2 separate regions of the Rattus norvegicus genome follow, and region 1 is linked to region 2. A link is a contact called in public Hi-C data. All regions are on one chromosome and are shown on one strand. The core of a region is the stretch at or near the end of the contact, and the rest is flanking DNA. Distances in the headings are between cores, read along the strand shown.

Region 1 (5,441 bases), core at 1,049-3,548, 50 kb before region 2:
TCATCCCAGTCAGGCTTTATTGCTGCTTGGAGGTTTTTAAAACTTTTTATTAATTCTTTATGAATTTCACATCATGCGCCCCAACCCCCCTCATCTGCCATTCCCTTCATATCTGTCCTCTGCCCTTGTAACCCTAGCCCAAAGAAAAAACAAAAATAAAGTAAACAAAATAGACTGTCACTGTGGAAGCTGTAATGTGTCACAGTGCGCCCCAGAGTATATACCCTTTTGTCCACACATCTTTACTTGTATATGTTCATTGCAGTGGTCTGGTTCCAGGCTTCTGCTACATTATCAATACTGAAGCATCACTGGGATACCTCTTGGATATTCTGTTATTGCCATCAATCATGGAGATCCTGCAATTTTGGACCCACAGAACGGGCCCCTTTGAATGCTCCAGCAGTTCACAGATGAGGTAAGATGTTGGGGTGGGACAACTCCAAGCCCTGGATCTGATCCTGGGCAGTAGCTAAGTTGGTCAGCCTGGACAGCTCTCCAGCACTGCTCTAGCTAACTCACCAAATGCCACAGCAAGCAAGAGTCAGAGTCCCCTAATTTCATGCCCTTGCAGATCAGCTCACTTGTGCCCAAGCTATCAGAGCCAGCTCTACTGTACTTCCCAGGTGAGATGTGAGCCTGCTCTCCTGAGTGTCGCAGCCTGCATAGGGCAGGTCCAGGTCTCTCACTCTTATGACTTCTGAGTCAGCTCTATTGCCTGCAGCCAAGGAATGAGATGGGGAGAGGCATCTGTCCCTCAACCATACGACCAAACAGTAGACTCGTGGTAGGGCCAGCTCTCTTGTGCTCACGATACCAGGGTGAGCTCTACCCTGCTACCTAGGCAAAGTACAGGGCCCATTCTCCTGGTTTCAGCTGATGAAGGGTGGGGCCAGCTCTTCAGAGTGCTACAGCCAGTGAGGGACAGGGCCATCTCTGAACATCTTGGACATCTACATGGTCCCAGACAGCAGCACAGATCAGGAACATCTACAAGGCCTTTAGTGGTAATATGAACCATGATGTCACTACATACCACTGCTACTGCATGGCCACAGAGAGAGACATGGCCTGCCGTGGCAGCACAGGCCAGGATGTCACCATGGCCTCAGATGGCAGGGCAGGCTACTCACAGCAAGCTATTCCTCTTCACCCTCCTCACCTTCTGACTCTCCTGATACTCAACTGTTCTGCTTCTCTTTCTCTGCTGTCTCTGTCACAGAACATGCTTGCACATGGTGTGTGTGGGGGCGGGGGGGGGGAATCCTACTTTGGGTGGGCCACAAGGCTGGTAGGTATCTGGTGTCTTCTGCCCAACTCCACCACATTCTGTATTGTTTTTGTTTGTTTGTTGTCTTGTTTTTCTTTTTTTATGTAGTTCTGAATGTCCTAGACCTCACCATATAAACCAGGTTGTCCTCAAACTCACAGAGGTCTGTCCTCCCGCCTCTGCCTCCCAAGAGCCCAATTTGCTTAGTTTTTTTTTCCCTTGGCTTACAGCAGTCTGAAACTTACAGAATGTTACAATCCAGCCAGGGCAGGCCAAAATGACAGAACTATCAGTGACATTAAGCAATGAACCATCTTATATAAGAGAAAAAGAAGAGAAAATACAAAGAGTGAAAAAAATCTTTATATGTTAATCCATAACCGCCATTTCAAACACAAAATACATGGGGGTAAGAGATACCAAACAGATGAAATTTTTTCCTTATAGAAGTATAATATAATCATACCAATTTTCAGAATATATTCCAAGGGGCTGTCATCAGGACTACGGGCTGTGACACCCATTGCATCAATAAGAGTTATAAAATAAAACAGAGAAAACAGAATAGGCTGGCATCTTTAACAAAGAGGTCACACAGCCTATAGCCAGGACTGAGAACTACACAGAAAGCACTTTAGGACAGAGGTCAAACAAGCCTTAACCCAGAAACCGAATCAGAGAGTCGGCAATTCAATTTGTTAGATGAGAGTGATAGATGGTGCCAGGAGAGAACCAGGACAGGGAAAATCTCCAAGCAAAATCACATGATGGCTGCAGGGGAGGTTTCCAGCCCAGAACTCCAGGCCCCGGCAAGTCTAGGCAGCAATTGTGACACTGTGACTCCTGGACTCCTTGGCTTCTCCATAATTCAGGAAGTTACTAGCGAGTCCGGAGGCTATCACAGTCAGCAGAACACCAGAGCGCTCATAACGCTTCACTCCTCAAATCACCATTGAGAAGAGACAGAAATTGAGTCTTTAAGCTGTGCTGTATTCAGAGAGCTAGCAGCGAGAAAACAATGGACTAATACCCTAAAAAATCTGCCCTACATTCCGATCCAGCCCTCAGGCTTTATAGGGAATGCATGTGTTTGTGCTGTGGAGAGGGGAGCAAGGGCAATCAGTCCTGCCTGAGCCCAATTTTGTCTCTGGTCAAACAGTGAGCCACTTAGTTAAGGCTTCTATTGCTTCCACAAAATACCCTGACCAAAAAGCAAGTTGGAGAGAAAGGGTTTATTCTGTTTACAGTTCCACATTGCAGCTTAAAATGGAAGGGAGTCAGGACAGGAACTCAAACAGGGCAGGAACCTGGAATCAGGAACTGATGCAGAGGCCATGGACCATGCTGCTTACTGGCTGGCTATCCCTGGCTTGTTCATCCTGCTGTCTTCTAGAACCCCAAGACCACCAGTCCAGGGTTGGCATCACCCCAAATGGGCTGGGCCCTACCTCCCCATTAATCACTAATTAAGAAAATGTCTCAGAGCTGGATCTCACGGAGATATTTTCTCAGTTGAGCTTCTCTCCTTTCAGATGACTCTGGCTTACGTCAAGGTGACAAAAAACTGGGGTTGGGGATTTAGCTCAGTGGTAGAGTGCTTGCCTAGCAAGCGCAAGGCCATGGGTTCGATTCTCAGCTCTGAAAAAAAAGAAAAAAAAAGGTGACAAAAAACTAACCAGCACAGCCACATTTCCAAGGTTTCGGATGTCTGTGCTTGTCCTGTTATCTCTTACGCTTTCTTATTCTGTGCTTGTCTTGGCACAGATACTTCTTGAAATTCTAGAGTCTAGTTACTATTTGCCAGTGTCCACCTGGTACTCCTCCAGGGGCACATGGACTGATCGGAGTCAGGAAGAGGGTGTGAGGTTTGTGGGTGGGGTAAGGAACTAAACAGACTAACAGTCTAAACATTGAAAGTTATTGTAATGGTCAACTTGGCAGAGCCAAGGAAAGAAGCCTTGGAGTGACACTTAATATGAGGGATTACTTGAGGAAGGACAGCCCACCTATACGGTGGATGGCGTCCACATTGTGGGTGGAAAACAGGTATTCATGTCCTCCACTGAGTAGACACACACAGTACGATTGATTAACATTCCTGGTTTCTCCACCACTTATCTGAGAGCCCCGTGTCCTCTCCAGCCAGCAGTTGCATTGTGTTTTAAAGTGATGACTGCAAAAACAAATGTTACTTGACTGTAGCCAGTGCACTGCTTGTACTCTGCAGCCCATCTAACTACTACTAGCTGACAAATGTAAAAACCCCCGTGTAGTGTAAACAGACCTGGCAAAGTGGCAGCCTCAGAAGGACAACAGGACTCTGGTTAGGGACAGGTAACTGAAACTGTAGAAGGGGACATGGAAATTGAGGAATTTTGGCAATATTACATATAGTGGCGAGCTGGGAGCATGGCATGGCACATTGGAAACACCGCTGTGTCCCACTTGTTGGGAGTTGTGTTCCCAAATTAAATTAACTATTATGCAAAAACTATTCATCAAGGTGACTAATGGTCTAATGCTTTCTTTTCTTCAGACCTAACACACAGTAAAGATACAGAAAAGAGGCTTTTATTTAGATTAAGCAAAATGCAGTCTAGCAGAGTCAGTTTGCAGGGAGGACGAACATAATTAACAGGTGGATAGAGTTACTCAAGGATAACAGTTGACGTTTTATACAATCGATTTCATCTGCACCTTATCAAGCACGTAACACAGTGCGTGGCTGTAATCAACCTGAGTCTTTGCTAAATTTATTGAAACTTTTCTCTATGAAGGACCTATGCCATGGAGATACAGAAGAGACACTGTCAGGCGTTGCAGTTGGGAGGCATGAGAGGATTACTTCAGGAAAGAGGCATTTGGCTGCTACTTCCATAACTCATCATCTACTCTTTGTTTTAGGAGGCAAAAAAGAAAGGAAAGGATTAGAGTACAGAAGACATTTTAGATCATCCTACTAACAGGAAGAAACGTGTGCACGCTTGGTTCCATGCACCTGTTATGGTAAAGACAATGTAGATTGTCAGGGCATTAGCTTTTTGGCCATTGTTTTCAATTCTTAAACAAGTGACTCCCCTATAAAGGGGGAAGTGTGTTGAACTTACTTCCAGAATCCAAACGCTCAGTAAAGTAAAATGGTTACTAGATAGTTTTTCTAACCGTTTTCTAAACTTTTTCTAAATATTTGTTCAGTTGCCCTGGAGAAGACCTACTGTGCACTGGGATGACACAAGCAACGAGTAGCCAGATGTTCAGTCTAACCCTATCGTTGTTCTCTTGTCCTATGCTGGAGAATTTACCACTTCCAAGGTCTTCTTCACCAACCTCTCAGAACAGAAGCACTGTCCTGTCTACATCACGGTAATCAAATGGAGATCTTTCAACACTTTTGCTTTTGAGTGACTCTCACATCTTTCAGGCTGGCCTCAAAACTTCACTATGTAGCTAAAGATGGCCTTGAACTTATCTGCCTTCACCTCCCTAGTGCTGAGATTATAAACATTTATCAGCAATCCTAGCTTACTCAGTGCTGAGATTGGGCTCAGGCTTCATAAAAGCTACAAAGGCACACTACTGGGCTACATACTCAGCCCCCTTTGATATAATTCATCCACGTAATCCTTTCTTATATGAAACAACCTATTGTTGTATACAGCAAGCTAGATTTATATGTAATTGTGTGGAAGCTCTTAAATGAACTGGCCAGACATTATCAAGTGACAAAATCTACAGCAAACTCCCAGATCCTCTGATTCTTACAGCCTTTCCATCCCTTCTTCTGCAACCTTCCCTAAGACTTAGGAGCAGACATGTTTTGTGGATGTATCCCTTGGGACTGGGTTCCACAACTCTGCGTTTCTACTGGCTGTGGCTTTCTGTAGTAGTCTCTCTGTTGTAAAGAGTAGTTTCCTTGTTGAGAGGTGAAGATGGCATTTATCTGTGGGTATAAGGACAAGTGTTTATAGATTGTTCTTAGGGATTACATTGCTAGCAAACTAGTGGTTGTCCAGTGTCAAATGGTAAGCCCTAAAAAACATACATGCAAGCATTCAAATCTACCTTGGCTTGGAAAGGGGTTCCTGAGAGAAGCAGTGAAAACAAACACCTTGAAGTTGAAGGACACCAGGGCCTTTACACCCACCCACCTCTGATCAAGGAAAGGTCAAGT
Region 2 (6,119 bases), core at 1,359-3,858:
CTATAAAATAACCCTTATAAAAATATCATGTATGAAGTTATTTTGATCTTTTTTTTCTGCAAATTCTCTGCAGCTGAACTGGATTGTGGTATTATTAACAAAAACTTTAAAAAGGTGTATTTAAGAGGAAAGCCTCCTTGTTAGATTTGTCCCTTGAACGAACCTCATCTGTAGTCTTTAATACAGCTTCCATTCCCAGTTTTGTATGCAATCATTGAAGTATTCTCAGTAATTCCTTTCTAGGGCAAAAAACTGAAGGGATGAGAAATCCAGCTTTATCAGAGATAGACACAGATGCTCATGGTATCAAAAGAATCAATGGTCTTGATGATTAACAAATCTGAAAGGGTCTTTAGCTTCAAACTAATGTTACCATCTCTAGACTCTTCCCTGGAAAATCTTGAGTGTTAACAAGACCAAATTATTGGCTTTTATAACATGGCCCATTACCAGGTTTGCCCAATGATATAAAATGCAACTGTTTGTTTTGAATGATTTGCTTGTAGAAAATGCAAAAACATACTATCTTGGCTTAGGCTGCTGTACTGTGTAATACTACAGATCATAAGGCTCAAACGCTAGGAATTTGTTTTCTCACAGCTCTGACACATTGGGGAGATAGCTCAAGTTTAAGAATATAACTGCTTTGCAGAAGTTGGGTTCTGGGAACAGAGATTAGGCAGCTCCCAAATGCCTGTAACTTCTCCAGGGTTCTCCCATAACTTCTTGTGGTTTCTGTATGCATCTGCACTCAAATACTCATTCCTGCCCTACACACCTTGTACACAAGCGACCAAAAATATTTGTTAAAAATACGTTAAATTCAAACCAATATAAACTTGAAATCTGATGGTTTTTATTTGTTCTGCAACCATTGGGGGAAAAAAAAAACCCTACAAATTAAAACAAAGGCCTAAGGGGAAAATGTACAAAATGATAGTGGTATGAATATTAGAAAAAAGCATAGTCTTATAAAAAAAAAACCCAAGAAAACAACAACAAAAACCACAGTGTTCCTCTTAAACAGAATTAAGAGGGAAGTATTATGGAGTCATTTTGAGTGCCTTTAGCCCAGATTTATAGTATCCCAAATTTATAACACAGATTTAAACTACCTCAAATTCCATGTTCAAACTGGAAGCAGTTTTGTGAAGTATCATAGAACAAAGAAACCAAGGCAAGTGTAAAAGCCATTGTTCTAACTTTATTAAAGTACGCCAGAGAGACAGGTACAGATGAGGGAAGCTTTTCTATAGTCTCAGGATGCTATCTTATTATTGCAATCTTAACTTTTGGTTAGTGGAAGCTAGTGGTCTATTAAGTCAATAGATTTCTAAAAGTTTTTATCTACTAGTCACAAGATGTTAGTTCACAGAGTTGGGCAAGGAACTGCTGTTCTGCAGTACTAGATCTAACCTACATAAGGTAATTAGCTTCTGGACTTGCAGCATTCTAAGTTTTCGACTACACTGCAGTTCTAGTCTATGTCTCTGCAGACACAGCTTCTTTCTCCTTCACAACTGTTAACACATTAAAAGCAAAATGAACTGTCATACTGCTACTACTTCAAAGAGATGAAGTACATTTCTTATAAACTGGTAAATACACCTTTAGATATGAAGTCCTGAAGGCAGGCTGAGTTCGTTCTTTTTGAGACAGGGTCTCTCTATAAAGCCCTGACTGTTCTATGTAGATCAGGCTGGACTTGGAACTCATGGATATCCACCTGCCTCTGTCTCCCCAGTGCTAAAGATAAGGCATGGACCATAATGTTCTGCCAGGATGAGTTCTCTTTAAAAAATGCAAAGACTCCACCATTCTTAAAGAGAACTTCTTTTAAAGACATAAACTTACACGTGTGTTAATGGCCCCCCAATAATCATGGCTTACTGGGAAGGGGGCGTTGTCCTTGTATAAGAGCAGGTGATCACTCGCTCCTAAGGAGTCCGCCCTCACTTTCTAAGTTTGCACAAATATCAAATAGGATGCACTTCCTATTCAGAATTTTCCTGACTGCCAATGGAATCACAGACACCTGAAGAGAATCAAAACACCTTCTGGCCCTGCCCCTTTCCCACACGTCTCTGCAGGGCTGAGGCCTTCCCCCCTCTGGGGAATGTTGGATCTGCGCTCTTTAAGAAGGGAGGCTGAACCCGGCCCGGAGAAGCGCCGTGCGTGCGGCCGGAGCACCTATGGTTTGCGGGATTCTCTGGGTGACCGCGATGCGGGGGCCGAAGCCAAACGCACCCGAGACAGTGCGAGGTCGTGAGCTCAGGTAGGTTCTCGTGGCCGGACTTCCTGACACCCGCAGGCCGGAGGTAGAAACCCCTTCTCTTTTGCTTCCCAACCGCAAGTGCGGGTACCGAGCACGCACCACAGGCCCCGAGTGTAGGCCTCGTGAGGACCCCGACCGCAGCTCCATGGCCTTGCGCATCTCCATGGCCTTGCGCATCTCCCTCCGTGGGCCCGCCCCTCGCTGCGACTCCACCAATTGGCGGCCTCGTCCACGTGCCGCTCCTGGTGGGCGGAGCCGCGCGTCGCCGTCGCAGCGCCCGGTCACGCCCCCAGCGCGGTGCTCATCACTCGCTGCGCCGCCCTGCCGCCGGCGGGGAGGAGCGGAAGCCACTGTCCGGGGACAGACTCCCGCGCCTGTGAGCCGCGGTGCAGGCTAGGCGCGCGCCGGGACGAGCCTGCGGTCGGCCCTCCCGGAGGACAGCAGCCGCTCTCCATGCCTGTGTGGTGCTGCCGCTGCTCCCTGGCCGGTCATTTCAGGTGACTTTCCTCTCGGGATGGGTCGGAGCTGGCTCTGCCGCGTGTGCTCCTCGGCCGCCGCCCGCTGGGCCGGCGCTGCTTGGAGCTCCGGGGACCCTGCTCTTTTCTTGTCCCCTCTTCTTGTTCCTGGACCGCGCGGGTCACAGGACGGCGAGAGTGGCTAGGCCGGCGGTGAGTCGGTTACATGTAAATGTACATTTGAAAATCCGTGAAGAGCCTCCTTTAAATTTTTGATCTTTTAAAGCTCTAGGAACATAAGTTACTGGCTTGAAGGGAAGTGAAGAAGATTGTGTCATGTAATGACAGTGGGTTGGGACTTACTAAGGTATTAGTGACTTAAAGCCATGTTAGGATGGAGAAATTTGGAAAGTGGCGGTTTTATACTCAAATTATGATGAAAGTTTGTTAAGATGAGAAAAAGAATAGTTTTAAAATATGAATGAACATGTGTTCTAGATCCAGTACAATTGACCAGCACTTCGGGGAATTACAGAAAAGGTCAAAAGTACTAGAACTGGGTGGAGTGAAGTGTTAAATTTAGTAGGGACTCCAGAGCCTGGCTTTACATATATGAATGTTAGAGGATAAAGTAATAAAGAGTTGTTTAATAGAAGCTCATAGAATTTAATTGAAATATTAACTTGGGTGGAAAGGATATTAATATCACTTCTAAAAAATACTAACATTTCTTTCATTACTAATGTCACAGTATTTGTAACTGTCATCAATACAAACCACAGAGCTTATTTTATTTAATATAGATAAGTGTTGTGTGTATTAAATATTCACAGAAGAGGTTAGAAGGGGATGTGAGGTGTAGAGAAAGCAGACTCCTGCTGTAATAGCAACAAGCTAGGTCTGCCCAACCTCTTGAGTTTGTAATGAAACTTCAAATTCTAGATCCTAAAAGAGTTTTATGCCACAGACTGCTGGATACTACCTTCTAGACAGATATATATACTTCACAAACGATCCACTATGAGTATTGTAAAAAGCAGGTTTTAGTGAAAATTTGAAGCCTCTTGGGAAGCTACATTTCTTTTAGAAAATAACTCTCCTGGCACCTTTGGTGTATGTTTGAACGGTGAGGGGAGAGCTTGGAATTCCTACTCTGAGGCTATGTGGTAAATACCACCCTCTTATCTCTGTGCAGAGAAATTTAGGGGAGGGAGTGAAAAGTATTTGCTACAGTTTCAGGTTGAGAGAGAAGAAAGCATGTCTACTGGATTATTATAATTAAATGTATCATTGTTAAATAAAATATTTCTGTTAGGTCTGGGATTCTTCTTTTTAAAAGATTTCCAGCTCCTTCAGGAACATTTCTAGTCTAGTGATGTTTTCGTTCATTGATTTTTGTGTTGCTGGGAATGAAATGCAGGGGCCACGCTAATGAAGTCAGTGCTCCACCATTGCGTTGCCAACCTCAGCTGCGGATGCTGTCCTTTGCACAGCTTTAGTAGAGACTTATTTTAAAGCAATTTGTGATAACAACTACATTTTGGGGTTTCTCCAAAATCTGCATTAATAGGCACCATGACAGAATGTTTCAAGGGAGAAGACTTCACACATTCTATTCTGGAAAATAAAATGTGAGACTGCCTTTATTTGGTACCTCAGAGCCTTTTAGTGTGGGAGTGTCCATTTGAGAAAACCTAAAATTGTGGTTCCAGTTCCCTTAAAATTGAGATGCAGATTTGTATTATTTGATTATTTAAAAAGGTGTTGCTATAATTGAGTAGAAGCTTTTTATTGCCAAAAGTTATGTCTATACTACCTGTTTAGTAACTTTGGGCCGTAGTGTTTCCAAAGCAAAATGTGCAAGGCTTCCAACATCGTAGCAAATGGTCTTGACTTTATTGTCTGACAGTGTGCTAACATTTCTTCATGCATGTTCTTTACTAGTTCTGATGTGTTATTTTATAATTTTTGCAATTTTATTCGTGCCCTGATTAAAGAAACAGTGGATTAAAAAAACAAAAAACAAAACACCTGAAAATAGTTTGTCTTATATAGACTGTTTATCAAGCTGGAAACCCAAGTACAAATGAACACTGTTCATAGCCCTGAACTATAATAGCATAAATATATTGTAAGAACATAACCACAACTATAGCTTCCTAATTCAGGTGGTACATAGTTACTGATGCACATATATTTTATTAATGCTTTAGGCAAAACCAGTTAACCAGAGTTTGGAAATGTGGCAATGGTTTGCCACACTAAAAGATTATACTAATGACTTAGAAATCAGGAGTTGCCTTTACTGTGGAATTCAGGTAGGCTAATGTACAAAGAATTTAGAGCTGCTAAACTTCGATTCTTTTTATCCTCAAGTCGTAGGAAATGTTTGATTCAAACTTTCTTGAGACCTATACCAAATTCAGCAATATTTCAGAATACAAGATTGGTCGTGCAAGAGTGAATTATACTTGTGTACAGCAGTAATGGATAACCAGAAAGGGACATTAACAAAATAGTTCCACTTAGTGTAAAAAATGAAACACTAAAATTTTCATTTAAAAAAGTAAAAGAAATTTAACAAAAAGTATAAGGCAGGAAAGGCAGGAAGCCTTAGAAGAAATTAGGGTCTAAGTGTGCTACCTGAAGTTGCAGGCAGGAAGTGACAAACTGAATACAGGCGTGGCTTCCCATAAATTTCAATTTGTGTATCATACACTCAGTGTCAACATAGGGATGGAAATAGCTGTGCGTTTCTCAGAACACCTTTACTGAAAACATGACTGTATGGAAAATTATTTTATGTTCACAGACTAAAAACTTGATTGGTGGCTGGTAGCATAGCCCCAAAGTATACATTGTAGCTTCAGCAAGACTAAATAGAGAATACCAGTATTCCTCCCACTCCCACTGCCTCTGTGCACCCCTCCACCAACACACACACATTTTAAGGAGTTTAAAATAGCACTGCCCTATGTGCGTAAATAAGGTTGCTCCCAGAACCCATAGGTTGTTAAATGAAAATCCCAATGCCCAGACGTTGGCCATCTCCCTACACGCTATTAGTCAGGGAGACTCCAGAGGCCCCCAAAATAATCTAAGTAATTAACACTGCTGTTGGCAGTGCAATAGAACTAGGTGGTAAAACCTTACTGTAGGAGCAATCATCGGTCTTTAAGGTAAGGATGGCTGGAATACAGTAAAGGAAGGTTGGCAGGTCCCAAGACAGAATTGTGACCTTTACAACAGCAATACTATAAATGGGGTTTGTGTAGGCAAAATGACTGGATAGAAGCCTGCAAAAGAAAGAGGGCTTCTCCTTCATACCCACTAGCATAAAACACTCAGGTTAGAGATGGCTACTCACATGGTTAGATTCCTGCTACTCA

What was found. Hi-C and Micro-C count contacts between places; a contact is called where the count stands out from the background.
Region 1: a contact with region 2 is called in a Hi-C map of Schwann cells, with 6 times the contacts expected there. The contact joins the enhancer-like site here to the promoter of Osgin2 in region 2. A contact is called at or near these places in 2 of 12 Hi-C or Micro-C datasets (the Rat2 cell line and Schwann cells).

Annotation. Positions count from the first base shown.
Region 1 is chr5:34,362,703-34,368,143 of GRCr8, reverse strand. No RefSeq gene overlaps it. Among named protein-coding and RNA genes, the nearest start is that of Osgin2, 49 kb to the right of the region's middle. Within about 2 kb of position 2,298, at least 8 of the 93 cell types and tissues checked have an H3K27ac peak or open chromatin away from gene starts, as enhancers often do. A contact at or near this core is called in Schwann cells, where this site is marked.
Region 2 is chr5:34,312,806-34,318,924 of GRCr8, reverse strand. It overlaps Osgin2 (oxidative stress induced growth inhibitor family member 2), which reads left to right and starts at 2,608. Exons shown (of 6, transcript NM_001399569.1): 1 at 2,608-2,772. The coding sequence starts at 2,729. It also overlaps the pseudogene Tuba2l-ps1.